Linked DNA regions of Sus scrofa: regions 2 and 3 are each linked to region 1. Evidence: chromatin contacts called from public HiChIP or PLAC-seq data. All regions are on one chromosome and are shown on one strand. Each heading gives the region's core, a stretch centred on a gene start, on an enhancer-like site or on the middle of the called end of the contact. The rest is flanking DNA. Distances are from core to core; before and after follow the strand shown. Region 1 has its middle 97 kb from the start of C9H1orf21. Region 2 overlaps C9H1orf21. Region 3 overlaps TSEN15 (tRNA-splicing endonuclease subunit Sen15).

The links. HiChIP or PLAC-seq counts read pairs in DNA pulled down with a chosen protein or histone mark.
Region 2: a contact with region 1 is called in an H3K27ac HiChIP or PLAC-seq map of skeletal muscle. The contact joins two enhancer-like sites. A contact is called at or near these places in 2 of 47 Hi-C or Micro-C datasets (heart right ventricle and psoas muscle) and 1 of 2 datasets of contacts at active chromatin or transcription factors (skeletal muscle).
Region 3: an H3K27ac HiChIP or PLAC-seq map of skeletal muscle shows a contact between it and region 1. The contact joins two enhancer-like sites. A contact is called at or near these places in 2 of 47 Hi-C or Micro-C datasets (embryonic fibroblasts and skeletal muscle) and 1 of 2 datasets of contacts at active chromatin or transcription factors (skeletal muscle).

The regions. Positions count from the first base shown.
Region 1 is chr9:125,513,809-125,518,650 of Sscrofa11.1, reverse strand. No RefSeq gene overlaps it. Among named protein-coding and RNA genes, the nearest start is that of C9H1orf21, 97 kb to the left of the region's middle. Within about 2 kb of position 2,825, at least 3 of the 83 cell types and tissues checked have an H3K27ac peak or open chromatin away from gene starts, as enhancers often do. A contact at or near this core is called in skeletal muscle, where this site is marked.
Region 2 is chr9:125,721,630-125,726,471 of Sscrofa11.1, reverse strand. The region is part of intron 2 of C9H1orf21; the gene reads right to left. Among named protein-coding and RNA genes, the nearest start is that of C9H1orf21, 110 kb to the right of the region's middle. Within about 2 kb of position 1,896, at least 5 of the 83 cell types and tissues checked have an H3K27ac peak or open chromatin away from gene starts, as enhancers often do. A contact at or near this core is called in skeletal muscle, where this site is marked.
Region 3 is chr9:125,354,219-125,359,060 of Sscrofa11.1, reverse strand. The region is part of intron 7 of TSEN15 (tRNA-splicing endonuclease subunit Sen15); the gene reads right to left. Among named protein-coding and RNA genes, the nearest start is that of TSEN15, 56 kb to the right of the region's middle. Within about 2 kb of position 2,085, at least 4 of the 83 cell types and tissues checked have an H3K27ac peak or open chromatin away from gene starts, as enhancers often do. A contact at or near this core is called in skeletal muscle, where this site is marked.

The DNA.
Region 1 (4,842 bases), core at 1,576-4,075:
TTGTGAATGATGCCTTTCAGGAAACAGAAACTTGAACAAAGATGAACAGGGCCGAGAAACAGGGCTTCCATGTGGGTACGGATGACTGGCATAATAGGCTTTGCAATCTGTATGCCAGCGAGATGCTGTGATGGACGGCACTCCTGGCCCATCCATCATGTGATACCTATAGGAGAACCGCAGAGGAATGCTAAATAACAACAGCAACACAGAAATCCAGGTTTAAGTGGAATCAAAGACGGGGGCTCTGAAATTTGCCATAAAGAGTGAGAAAGCTTGCTATTCATCTCTTTTGCAATTGATCTTGAACTATTTAATGATGCATATACAGACAAGGTGAAAACACCCGGCCGTGAGAATACAAATACAAGCCCTTTGACAGATGAGGTAGGGCAGGAAAACGGTAGATGGAAATGAAATTCTGTAAATCTATACTACAGCCAGGAGCCCCTATGGATACGAAATATCCATTTCATGCTACCGCCATTCTAAGTTCTGAATTAATTACCCTCATAGTGTCTGAGCATCTCCTCAGCTAAACTTTTCACGGGCAAGATCAAGAATTGCCCATCAGTTCTCAAAAACAAAAACAAAAACAAAAAAAAACAAAAACCCTCCTGAGCTCCTACTACGGCAAAATCACATTGGTTGGGAGAAACAGCAATTGTGTAAGTGGCGATCAAAACTGGTCTGCAATTGTTTTTTTTTTTTTTTTTTTTTTTTAAGACAACTCACTGAGGGCAGATGGTTCTCTGGTACATCAGATAATTGAAGCTAATGAAAGGGTGCTGTGTAAAAGCGTGCTTGTCATCGGCACAAGAAACACAGCTTCTCTAGAAGAAGGGGATTCTTTCGGGTGTGTTATGTATGTTAGGGACAGGATAGTGTAAACTGCAGTTTTTCTATTCCTCTGTGATTCCTCTGATGTTTCATGTGTTTTAAGTTCATTTGCCACTGGAAGCATATAGTGGTTCGTGGCCCAGTCTACAGGGTAAGGAAATTGCTCCTGGAATGCAAGAGATCCTGATTTAATTCATCTCACATGAGTCCTGGGCATCCGTTTTTGTTTGTTTGTTTTGTATTTTCTAAGGCCACTCCTGTGGCATATAGAGGTTCCCAGGCTAGGGGTCAAATTGGAGCTGTAGCTGCTGGCCTGCGCCAGAGACACAGCAACACCGGATTCGAGCCACGTCTGCAACCTACACCACAGCCAGATCCTTAACCCACTGAGCAAGGCCAGGGATCCAACCTGCAACCTCATGGTTCCCAGTCGGATTGGTTAACCACTGAGCCACGACAGGAACTCAGGCATCAGTATTTTAAAAACTCCCCAGTTGATTGCAAAGTTCAGCCTTGGTTGAGAACCAGTTCTGATGGAGAGCACTGCCAGACGGTGGACACTGGGCCCTGGGGTATTCACCCCAACCAGCCTGGCCATAATCCTAGGTTCCCCACCGCATGCAACATGACCCTGTGCCTCTGGGTCAGGCTGAGTCACTCACGCCTCAGGCAGTGATGACTGGGGACCCCAGGCTCTAGAATTGTGTTTTCCAACTACTGACTCAGATCATTCCACAATCTCCTGCTCTCCCAATCTGAGGCTCCTGTGGAGAGGAAGAGGAGGAAGCAGAGAATGGGGATAGAATTCTGAGCCTCGTACCAAAACGGACAAGTCACCCTCTTGGGAGACATGCTGACTGCACCTAACAGGTAGGCTCTGACTAAGGGAGCATCATTAAAGGATGGGGTGGGGGGCTGGGGGCCTTTCCTGTAGGTGCCTCTTCCCTCCCATTTTTACATTGGACTTTGTGCCCCAAGGTGACTTGAGGTCAGTGCCTTTAGGCAGAGATTACTGGCATCTCTTTGGGAAGAGATAAAATCTCACTTGACCCAAGCGGAGGAAACCAGAAGCTCTCATGGCAGCACAGATGGGGCAAGGGGAAAGGGCTCCATGAGAGAGAGTTGGCTTATAATTTCTAAAGACATGAGAACTAAAAGGTCATTTTTTTTCCCCTCTCTTTATGCCTGCACCTGTGGCATTTGCATGTTCCTAAGACCAGGGGTTGAAGTGGAGCAACAGCTGCTACCCTACACCGCAGCCATGGCAATGCGGGGTCCAAGCTGTGTCTGGGACATATGCTGCAGCTTGCAGCAATGCTAGATTCTTTAACTCACTGAGTGAGGTCAGGGATCGAATCCACATCGTCATGGATGCTAGTCAGGTTCTTAACCCACTGAGGCACAATGGAACTCCAAAGGTCATTGTAAACAAAACTTTCCAACAAAGGTTAGCTCCATTTATTTTTCTGAATTCTGCTCTGTTTGGGAAAAGCTCTCTAATGCATCGCTTTTGCTTCCACAAAAAGATTAATCTACAGTTTCAGCCTTTGTTCTCTTATTCTGTCTCCAGGAAGGAAGACATATTTGTAAAAAAGAGGCATGTAATGAAAATAAACAATAAAGTTCCTGCCTAGTTCTCACTGCTTCTGGACTATAAAAGGGCTGGGAAACCTGGGGGGTCCTGAGGGCTCAGCCAGGCCACTGTCCTTGTTTTACAGAGGAGGAAACAGAGCGTCTTAGAGCTGAAGTGACTTGTCTAAAGTCACACAGCCAGTTGGTGCCAGATCTGTCTCCATTAACCTTTCTGGTAGGTATTCTTTTCCAGCCCTTCAAGTATCTTGACAAATGTCCTCTGAAGCCTGTCCAAATTCGGCTGCCCTTTCTCAACCGAAGCTCCTGAAATTAAACACATGACCCCAGCAGGGTCTGATGTTATCAGAGCATAAATAGAAGAGTGCTCTAGTGTCCGTACATTCTAGGTACCCATTCCAGCTCCACGCTGGCTCCAGGGGGGTTATTTCAGCCGATGACCTCTGGTCTATTTCAGTCATGCTGGAACATAGTTTCCTGTCTCATGTGTCTCAGGTCTGGTTTTCCTCCCCAAGGGTAGTGATGCTCTTATTGAGTTCACGCTGCAAAGGGTAAAACCTCGGGTTCAAACCATCTTTCTTTTTGGAAACACAAAGCACCTTTCAAGAACATGAGCTTTGGCATTCCCATCATGGCACAGTGGGAACGAATCTGACTAGGAACCATGAGGTTGCAGGTTCGATCCCTGGCCTCGCTCAGTGCGTTAAGGATCCGACGTTGCCGTGAGCTGGGGTGTAGATCGCAGATGAGGCTCGGATCCCACATTGTTGTGGCTGTGGTGTAGGCCAGCAGCTACAGTTCTGATTGGACCCCTAGCCTGAGAACCTCCATATGCTATGGGTGTGGCCCTAAAAGGAAAAAAACAAAACAAAACAAAACACCACCCTCCCAGATGCTTCTGGAGGGGAGGGGAGAGGAGGCTACCAAATTCCAAGTTTGTGGAAAGACAGATTAAAGTCTAACGTTTAATTGATTTAGCCTGAATCACCTCTGAAGACAGATGAAAATTATTCTGGAAGGCAGAGAGGTGACTTTATCTGTAGTCAACACTGAGCCAGTTAGCTCAGACTTAGGGTGCCCTTCCCCACCTGGCCCACAATTACCAGCAAATGCCTCCTTCTTTTTTTTCTTTTTGGCCACATCCAAAGTCTGTGGAAGTTCCTGGACCAGGGATTGAGCCCAGGGCACAGCAGGGATCCAAGCCGCTGGAGTGACAATGCCAGATCCTTAACCCACTGCCCCACAAGAGAACTCTCAAAAGCCCCCTTCTTTCCTGCTGCAACCATTCTCCCATATTCATTGTTCACATGCTTTCAACTCCATGGCAGATAAGATACAAGACAAATTCAAGATGCTTAAGCCTTACTCTTGCAGGAGTTTTTAAGTCAGCAATTTGTTTTCTTTTGTGCTGCACCTGTGGCATATGGGATTCCCAGGCTAGGAGTCAAATGGAGCTGGCCTCCTGGCCTATGCCACAGCCACGGCAATGCCAAATCTGAGCCATATCTGTGACCTAAGCCACAGCCTGCAGCCATGCTGGATCCTTAACCTACTGAGGGAGGCCAGGGATGGAACCTGCATCCTCACAGACATTACATGGGGTCTTTAGCCCACCGAGCCACAGTGGGAACTCCGAAGTCAACAATTTTTAAATCATTGGAGGGTCTGTTTATTTTCTAAATCCTACCATGCCACATTCCTATAAGGCCTTTTCAGGTGGGGTTAGAGTAAGCTGCCACCTCACTGCGCTCGCTAAGCATTTTGTACCTGGTCACTGCCTAGATCCCATTGTCTTGTGCCTCCTTACTGTCTCACCTGCTCCTTTCCACTCCAGGCTCCAGGCTGGGCGCTCCAAAGCCTGCAGGACGTGCATATGGGGATGGACCATGCCTGCTTGTGCAATGGACAGCACCCCAAGAAAGCCCCATCTATAGGCCCTGCCCTCCCACCCTGAGTGCCTCAACTCTGCTTTCCTGGGTGCATCCAGGGAAACAGAAAAATCACTTCCCCTGTGTAGCTTTGGGATCTGCTGAGGATTCAGCTTCATCCTCGAGTCCATGAATTGACGGTCAAGCCTGGCAGGGAGTACCTGTCTCAGACATTTGGGGCTGATGTCTGTCCCCGCTGTCTCAGGTCAAAGGGATAAGCAACTGTAACCCGAGTGGAGCAGGGAGTAAGCAGGCATTGAGCTGACTCTGAGGACTGGACGATTTCGGCCCCTAGCAAACCGCCGTGGAGAAAGGATGCGTTCAGATGGTGCTCACTAGTAAGCTTGATGACACTCTCTCATGACCTCCCTAGAAACCTCCCAGGAAGGCTCCTGTTTGCCGCTGCAGGTTCTCTGGCCTCGTGAAGGCTGAGACTAGGCTGCTGAGGACGTAGCACATTCTAAACCCTGAGCTCTCTTGGGAT
Region 2 (4,842 bases), core at 647-3,146, 210 kb before region 1:
ATACTTGGATATATTTTAAAACCAGAGATAAAAGATTTAATCGTGCTTCAGTGCTGTACAACTCATCTCAACACACCCTCACTAACAAAGGGTATCATCCTCTTTAACATACGCAATGACATCATACATCGCTTACATGGAGAATTTTTAAACTGTTACCAACGAACTTATTAGCAAAATAGAGAAAGACTAACAGACATGGGGGGAGGGATAAATTAGGACTCTGGGATTAAAAGATAACATACTGCTGGAGTTCCCGTCGTGGTGCAGTGGTTAACGAATCCGACGAGGAACCATGAGGTTGTGGGTTCGGTCCCTGCCCTTGCTCAGTGGGTTAAGGATCCGGCGTTGCCGTGAGCTGTGGTGTAGGTTGCAGACGCGGCTCGGATCCCGCGTTGCTGTGGCTCTGGCGTAGGCGGTGGCTGCAGCTCCGATTAGACCCCTAGCCTGGGAACCTCCACATGACAAGGGTGCGCCCTAAAAAAAAAAAAAAGAGCAAAAAACAAAACAAAATGAAGCAGACTAAGCATCTGTCCTCTGGACTGTCATCGATCCTCTCCTCTGGACAGACCTCCACCATCTGAATCCCAGGCTTTCCGCCTGGCTCTCAGAGAGGGCGCCACAAAGGTGGAACTTGCTCGGAGCAGCAGAGGCGGAGGAAGAACACGAGGAGAAGACCAGCCACGAGCCAGAGAGAGAGGCCAGTATGGCACGAGGGTGAGGGGAGCCACAAGGAGTCTCACGGGGGCAGGTGGAATCTTGGTCTGCAGTCCGCTGCGGGGGCAGTTGCTTGAGACACGGCGCCTGCCAGAACCTGTTTCTTGCCTCCCCTGACAGGTACACCCTCCACTGGGGACCTGGGGACGGGAAGGTACTGGAGCACGCGGACCAGGGAGGGCTTGCGATGGATCCTGGGAGCAGAGGGAATGCCGCCCAACCTGACCCAGCTCCTTCCTCTCTGGCGGGACAGCGGTGAATCACAAGACACAGAGCCCCAGCTCAAAGGGCCGTTCTCCTCCGGACCTGGCTTGATGCCCTGGCGGCTGTGTGCTGTGGAGGCAGGGGATTGACCTCTCTGAGGGAAGTGAGTGCGCTGCGATGCATGTGCACAGGTGCTATGGCCTCTTAGCGTTCTTAGGGTCATGTCCTCCTCTTCGAAGAGGACCAGGGAAGAAGCAGCCACACGGCAAGGATGAGACGGTGGGAAAGCTGCCCTCTCCACAGCACCTTTAATAATTAAGACTAGACCTGCAGGCCCCATTCCCGAATCACTCAATCATTTCAGAGGCTGGACAGCACATCTCCTTCATCCATTTGAGGCTCATCATTCAGTGACCAGGGAACTATTAACCAGTCATGAAGGGCCCCCGGAACATTCATCTCTGACAAGCTCTGACACAAGATATATAACCAGATCCAAATACAGCCCAGATTCCTTTAGGAATGCATATGCATACTAAGGCTTTCCTCTGGAGAGAGGGTTTAATTTTTTTTTTTTTTTTTTTTGGCTATGCTCACAGCAGGCAGAAGTTCTTGGGCCAGGAATAGCACCTGGCCCCACTGCAGTGACCTGAGCCACAGCAGTGACAACTCTGGATCCTTAACCTGCTGGGCCACCAGGGAAGTCCCGTAATTGTTATATCATACAGATATAATTCCTAAACAAGAAAGAGAATGCATGGCAAGCCGCTCCCAGGGCAGGCGGGCGGGCAGGCGGGCACGCATGGAGGTACTGACAGCAATTTATCCAGTTTCTCAAGAGCCTGCTCTGACTCTTGCAGTTCTGGTTCTGCACTAACCACAGAAAGGCTGGAGGCCAGCTAAGGCCTCTCTGCTATTTTTGCTGGGGCTCCTGTTATCCTTGATAACCCTTCCAGAGAAAAGCCTGCCCAGTCACCTGTCCTCTCCCCTGCCTGGATTTAATCCTCAGGTCAGTCGCGCGAGGCTGGTATTATAACGCCCTTTCTACAGTTGCAGAGATTAGTCCTTGATTGGCTGGTCAAGTGGCAGTGCTGGTTCTAACCCAGATTGGTCTAAATCCAGGGCCAGGCTCCTAACCACTAAACCGCAGAGCACAGAAAATAATTACTTTGGGAAATGATACAGGCATAAAGTACGAATGGATTCAGAAAGGATCTGGACACATTTGCAAATCATAGTGACAGAAACAGAAGTTAGAAGGACATTTCACATTCACAGGCACCATCAGGGAAACTGACAGACCCTCCCTTGGCAGGTGTCTGGGGTCTCTGTCAATGGAAGCTCTTCTCCTTGTGCTCCTTCAATTAGGAATTAATATACCAGCCAGAGCAGGGGTTGTGAAGCTTTTCATTACAATGGCAGTTTCACTGTAATGTAACTTTTCATTACAACTACATCTAGTGAAAGAAAACTGAAGTTCTTCTGCAATGCAAATACCGCAATGTCTTTACAAAAACTTGTTGTTTGAAAGATAACTACATTTAAAGGCATCAGTTGTACACTACAACTCTGATCTATGATCTTAGTAACATTAAGACAAGCAATACATCAAGGATCTCTTCCTTCGCTTGAGTAAGGAGGAGAAGGAGGAAGCGCTATTGTTTACAGAGCCCTTTAAAAGTTCCAGATCTAGTTTGGAAAAGTGGTTAACCCCTAACCCATTTCATACTCACAGTGTCTCTATGAAAGGGAACTATCAATGTCTCCATCATAAGGAAACACTGACTCACCTAGCTGTACCACCTGGCCAGGCCAGGCCTTGAACCCAGGCAGTCTGGCTCAGACCACAGGCTTTTAATCGACTTTCCCCAAACCGTATAGTCAAATGAATTTCTAATAAAAATGAAGATTCTTCTTCCATTACAGAACTATTACAACATGTTATCATAATATGTATCCTCTCTCTGAATGGAAGTCACCTTGAGATAAACCTCTTCAGGTCAAGCATTAAAAAATGCATTATGATAAAATAAGATCTAGAATAAATGCAAACAGTAATTTCCTTTTTAGGGTAAACCCTATGGCAATGACAGCAATTACAAACAGATACTAACAGAGTGGCTTACATGCCTGCCATTGTACACAAAGTTGATAAAATTCCACTGTCATTAAGAGGGCTTGAAATGAGAGTTGCTTTTCTAGGATAGACCATAAATTCCTGCTGATTCATTTATAGAGTCAGTCCTTCACTACCGTCCAAGATTAATGGTCATGAATTTGCAAGGTGGCTGGTCAGGATTTGGAAATTCTATGACCGTTCCAGAAACCCTTCCCCATTTAGTATGGCTGCTCCAGATATTGAACAATTGGCCAATGGCGTGTGCGCGCGTGGGTATGTGTGTGTGTTAAGGAAGAAGCACATCTTATTATCCATCTGATTTAATTCCTTGAACTGGGTACTGACTTAAGCGGATTTCTGTTAAGGAAAAGATTCTCAGATAGCAGGACAGAGTCAAGTATTAGCACTCAAGCAGCCCAGTCTCCCTCCCCCCCTCAAGGCACCTCTCCGGTGGCCAGAGGCTGGGGTTCTTTTGTGATGCAGCCTGGTGATGGAGTGAGGAGGTTATCAGGAAGTGGCAGCAGTCTGGATTAACATGGGAAAGAGGAGAACTAATGAGAAGAACTGGGCTAGAGGGGAAGGTTTTGCAGGAAATTAGAGAGAGAGGATATTTATGAGATCGTCTACAGAAAAGCAGACAAAAAGTCACCAGAGCGGCAGAGAGCTAGAAATTCGGGGGGGGGGGGGGTAGAACCATGACGCAGGTTCATGAGATGCCTCCTTGGGATTCTTAGTGGTTATTCGGTTAAAGTCGAAACTGCTTTTCTGTGATCTTTGGTGATTCTTTTAAGGTGCCTCTGGACTGAAGCTGGCTACTGGTTCTACGACCATCAGAAATAACTCAGCCGCAGCAAAATCATTACCAAGAATAGAAGACAGTGGATAGTCGTTTTCAGTTGATGTGATTCTAAAGGCTATATGCACTGCCCCTGAGCATTTAAAGGGGAAAAACACAGCGCAAGTACAATGCGTGCTGAAGAAGAGCACGGCCTCCCTCCTCCTGAAGCGCGTCCGCAGCGTGGCCGGCAGCGCAGCTCTCCTGCAGGAAGGTCCCGGGAGGCCGAGAGCCAGCGGCTTCCTGCGCGAGGGCAGCGCGGGCCCGCTGGCTCCTCTTGACAAGGCTGGGCCTCTTCTCACAAGCGCCTCCTTCACAGCAAACAAAAGATCCTTTCCAGTTGTCAGGAATCACCAAGGTACCTTCCCGCCAGAGACCCAAGTGCGTTCCTCCAGCGCGGAGGCGGAGGCGGAGACCAGCTCTGGAGGAATCCCGGGTCGGGTGTGGGGAAGTGGGGAAGTGGGGGGGGAGGTGGGGGAGTCGGGGGAGGGGGGTGGGGGAAGGGCGCAGGGCTGGGAGCTGAACAGCCCGTAAACGACACACCATCCTCCAAGACCTGGGCTCCTGAATGAGCCTATGTCCCCAACACATGCTGCTCAATGTGTCTGTTTTTCTGATTTCTCTTTGGGAGGAGAGGGGGTGAAGCCTCATTGGTAAGAGCGTCAGAGGGGTTCCATTAAATCCAAACCCACTAAACTGTGGGGTCCAGCAACGGTGATGGGGGCTGTGCAGGAAGTCTGAAGACACAGAGCTGAGGGGAAGGGGGTCCCCATGGATGCCCCCCACCCCACCACAGGTGAGCTATTTAAATGTGGATTAGGAGAGCCCGAGTTCTCCAGGGCCCATCTGGCTTCCTCAAGAGGAAGGTAGAGAAGCAAAAAGGAAGGAACTGCCACAGCGCCTCACACCTGTCAGAATGGCTATCGTCAAAAAGACAACGCATACGAAATGTTGGCCAGGAGGTGGA
Region 3 (4,842 bases), core at 836-3,335, 160 kb after region 1:
GACATATCTATTATTGGCTGCTTCCCCCCCTCCCTTCTTCACTGCTGAATGGCAAATGGTGCTTCCTCTGTTTCACAAATCAACTACTTACACTGAAATCCTTTTCTTGGTATCAGCTTCTGGAGGGACCTAAATTGAGACAGGGTGGCCATCAGAGAAATGGACAGAGGCATGCAGCTGGACCACATGCAGGCCAGGCTCCCTCATCCACGCCATGTCATTGGCAGCCCCTGGGGGGAGCCTTACCAGCACCCCACTCTTCTTTCCTCTGCTTGGCCACAGGAGGAGGGTGGGGAGCCCCCATCAGAGCTGGTCTCCCTACAGAGATGTTTGGAAAGGGCATACCCAGCTGATGGGGTTTCCTAACTTCCCTGAGTGGAATCTTAATTGGGATTGGTTCTGCCAGGGCAAGTATAGGGCCCTGGACATAAGTCTGTTTAAACAGAATGCCTGGGATTTGGCGTCAGAAATGTCTTGTTTGAATTCTAGGTCTACCACATATGGACTATGTGGCTATTTATTGTCTCTGTGTCTTATTTTCCTTATCTATAAAATGGGATAATAATTCCTGCCTCAAAGAGTTGTTCCAACTATGACAATAATAGCCAATAAGGTTCCCAAGAAGCTTACATGAAGTTAACATAGCACAAAACAGCCTTATAAGGATGTGTCACAGGCCCCTTACTCAAAACATTTGAAGCCAGATGAGTTTAGAAATTCAGAATTAAAATTAAAGAACGATAACATGGGGAATTCCCGTCATGGCTCAGTGGTTAATGAATCTGACTAGGAACCATGAGGTTGTAGGTTCGATCCCTGGCCTGGCTCAGTGGGTTAAGGATGTGGCATTGCCGTGAGCTGTGGTATATGTTGCAGACGCGGCTCGGATCCTGCATTGCTGTGGCTTTGGCGTAGGCTGGCGGCTACAGCTCCGATTGGACCCCTAGCCTGGGAACCTCCATATGCTGTGGGAGCGGCCCAAGAAATGGCAAAAAGACAAAAAAGACAAAAAAAAAAAAAAAAGAAAGAAAGAAAGAAAGATAACATGGCATAGGTGCCGTATATTACAGAACCCCCCTCAGGGTCTTAAGGAGTGCCCTAGACTCAGTCATAATTTCTGCATCAAAAATAGGAAGATTTATACTAAGTGGGATAAAGCTCATGAAATGTTTCATTTTGGAATAGCAGGTAAAGAACTGTGACCCAGAGAAGTTAAGCAACTTGCTCATGATCACGCACCAGAATTTGAGCCCCCAAGAATTGGGCTAGGGCCCTTGTTCTAACCACTACACAGAACAACCTCCAGCAATGAAACCCTTTCTCCAAAGTGAATGGAGATAGTAAGAGACCTGGATCTGACTCATATGGCGAGAGCTGCTTTGTGTTTTTTGTTTGGCTGTGCCCGTGGCATATGAAAGTTCCCGGGCCAGGGGTCAAACCGAGCCACAGCAGTGACAATAATGGATCCTTAACCCGCTAGGGCACCAAGGAACTCTGAGAGCTGCTTTTTGTTAATATCTAAATAAATAAATAAATTTATTTTTATAATATCCCAGAAACAAAATTGAAAACATGGTTGCATTTGAAACACCAATGCTATAAAACACCACCCTACAAAAAAAATAATAGCTACCATTTCTTAAAAATTTACTGAATAATTTACATATATTCATCTCACTGAACCCCTACACAAGAGGCCTAAGAGATAGGTTTTATTAGTACCACCCATTTTAAAGATGAGATTAAAGAATTTACCCAAGGTCACTCTTCAATAGGGGTCTAGGCAGGAGATCCAATCTGGGGCTGCTGAAGCCTGTGTCCCTTCCACTGCACTGCCCTGCCTCCAAAGGACTGGAGAAGGCTGCCGACCATTGCTGTGTGGTTCACCCAAGGTCACAGGAGAGCCAGCCCAGAGCACCAACCCTGGCCTCGCTGCCTCAGAAGGCCTTACAGTGTTCGACTTCTCCTTTGGAAAGAGCCACAACTCAATATCATTTCTTTCCTGCTGCCCACTCTTGCCACTCTGAGAAAAGAACAGTACCTAGTGTTCACTAAAAGATGCAAGGGAATTGATTGGAAGGAAAATGTTATCTTCTGCCAATCCTGGCCACAGTGTTGTACCATTCTATATTTAGATAAGTGCTCTGTGCAGCCAAAGAGGCAATAAAAACAAGCTAAAAAGGTACTAGGCTCATGCCAGGAAACACTAAGAAGTAGCAAGTTCTTATTCTTTGCCCAAAGATGATTATTTGAAAAAAGGGAGAAAGACAATAAAAACAAGCAATCTCCCCGCAAACACACAGTGCTTTAAGGTCTGGGGCATCTCATACCCTCAGGGCAGGTGAGGAAGGAATGAGGATAGCAGGGTCCTCTCCCACCTTTACAGAAATGAGGCCCTAAGGAGGGAACCTGAGCAGGTGTCAGCCTGAACTCCTTTTGAAGTCAGGGAAGAATATGGACAGGGAAGTCATAGGCTGGCCGGAGGGACCCCCCCAGTGCATCAGGTATCAGCGGCAACTCCATAGACCAAACCTGAACTCTGGTATTTCAAAAAGGGAAAGATGAGTTTGAAAGATGATTTGAGGTTCATTCATTCATGGGTCTGTTGGCTTGATGGGTAACCAAGGTCCAAGCTCCCCAGTCCCCTTGAGAACCCCTTCTCTGGGCTCCTCCAGCAAGTTGGAATTCCTCCATTATTTATAGCAACAGATACTTCCATCATTAACTGTATTCCACTACAGTTATTTGCATGTGTTTTATCTTTTTCAATAAACTACACCCTCTTTGAGTGTAGAGAACAGCCCCTAGGTTTTTTATAACCTCTATAGAAGCTAGCATGGTATCTATTAAATTGAGATGTTTTAAATGTACCTCTTGCTCAAAGCCTTTTTTTCAGTTGTTATCTTCTACTGGTTGGAGCCAGGAAGTAGTAGTCTCTTCCAGTCCTGTGAAGCAGTAGAATTCTGGGCTCCATCTGGTCCCTTTCATCTCTGCTCTCACACAAACCAGTTCTTGCCTGAGCATATTTTGTCTTGCTAGACTTTGTTGAATGCAGTAAGTGATAACCAATCTCCCCCTTAGAGACAAAGGCTTGTCAGACACTTGGCCTGCCTTTTAAATTGTCAGTAGCAAAAGATCTACCAAATGCAGTGCCACCCCTTCCACAGGCCTATGCCTTCCCAGACTCCAGTATCAATGTCTGTGCCACCTACTGCCCAACTGCTGCATCAGTGCAACATATTTTAGGTTCTTCTGACATTATCCCCCACCTCAAAGGGCCCATTTCTAAATCCACTAGAGTAATCAACACTAGCTTCTATAATAAATAAACCCCAGAATTTCAGGGACCTACCACAGTATCAGTCTGTTTCTTCCTTACATTGTCTAACACAGGTGCTGCTGGGCTACAGACAGCTTTCTTCCAGGGGGTCATTTGAAGACCCCGAGCTCCATCTATCTTGCGGTCCTATCATCTCCTAGAGTCCCTGTCTTCTGATCCCAGCCAGTGGAAGAGGAGAGAGGTGGAGAAGGGACACCAGGAGTGACAAACAGCACTCACATTCCACTGTCTCTGTGCAATAAGAATGTGACAACAGCCTAACACCTGTTTCTGCCACTAGTGTCTAACAATAGCTAGAAAATATTATGCATCTTCATTTGCAAGATTTGTATACTTTATTTCATATAATATATACAGTAGCCTAAAAAGTAGGAATTATCAAAAAAAGTAGGAATTATCATTGCCACTTTAGAAATGAAAAAAAAAAAAAAACAAATATATGTATATCAATCTCTAAACCTCAGTGACCACACATACACACAACTGGGGTTCAGAGAGGATAAATAATTTGCTAAGTTCGCAGAGTAAGTGGCAGGTGAAGATGTGAACTCAAACTTGTACGATACTCAAGCCCCTTTCTCTTCTTCCATAAAGCAAGAAATACACAGATCTGTTTTGAGATTGGTGGGGGGGAAGTATTAGGGGCCATGACTCAAGTCGGATTTTTGAAAAATAAGTATCTCACAAGCCAGAGAGGTATTAAGACTGGAGAATGACATTCCTGCTTGAAGCAATGATATGTGCAAAGGCAGTGAGGCCTGAGTGAGCATGGTATGCCTAGGGAAGATTTATTTTAGAAATAATTAGGATGTTTAGAGAGTATTAAGATTTGCGGATTACCCAAATCATGTCCTAAACCTCAGCTCCCTTTCTCTGAAATGTCCCTGAGGGAGGTATATACCTACAGAACAATGGTAAAAGGAAAGCAAATTAAGTGTCCCATTCTCAGCTAAAGTTGGGCTCCCACCTCCAGTGCAGAGCCTTGGTGAGCTAGACTGGAGAACATAAGCAAGTCTGAAGCCCTAGACAGGGAATACCTTTTCTTGCGGTGAGTCCAAACCCAAGTTCAAGATTTCACCACACTTCACACACCACAAATGAAAAGAGAAAACCAAAGATATGAAAAGGTTTCATGATGCAAGATAAAAGCAAAAGGTTATCAGGGCATGTCCTAAGCAGGACCGTTCCCTCATTCAGACCACATGGAAGCAGAGAGGAGAGACAGATCTACTGAATGCTCCTGAAGCACAGCTGAAAGAGGTACAGGACAGCACCAGAAAGAATTGATCTTTTTTTTTTTTTTTTTCTTTTTAGGGCTGCACCATGGCATGTGGAAGTTCCCAGACTAGGGGTTGAATCGGAGATGCAGCTGCTGGCCACAGCCATGCCAGACCCGAGCCATACCTGTGATCTACACCATAATTCACAGGAATGTCAGATCCTTAACCCACTGATTGAGGTCAGGGATGGAACTTGCATCCTCATGGATACTAGTCAGGTTC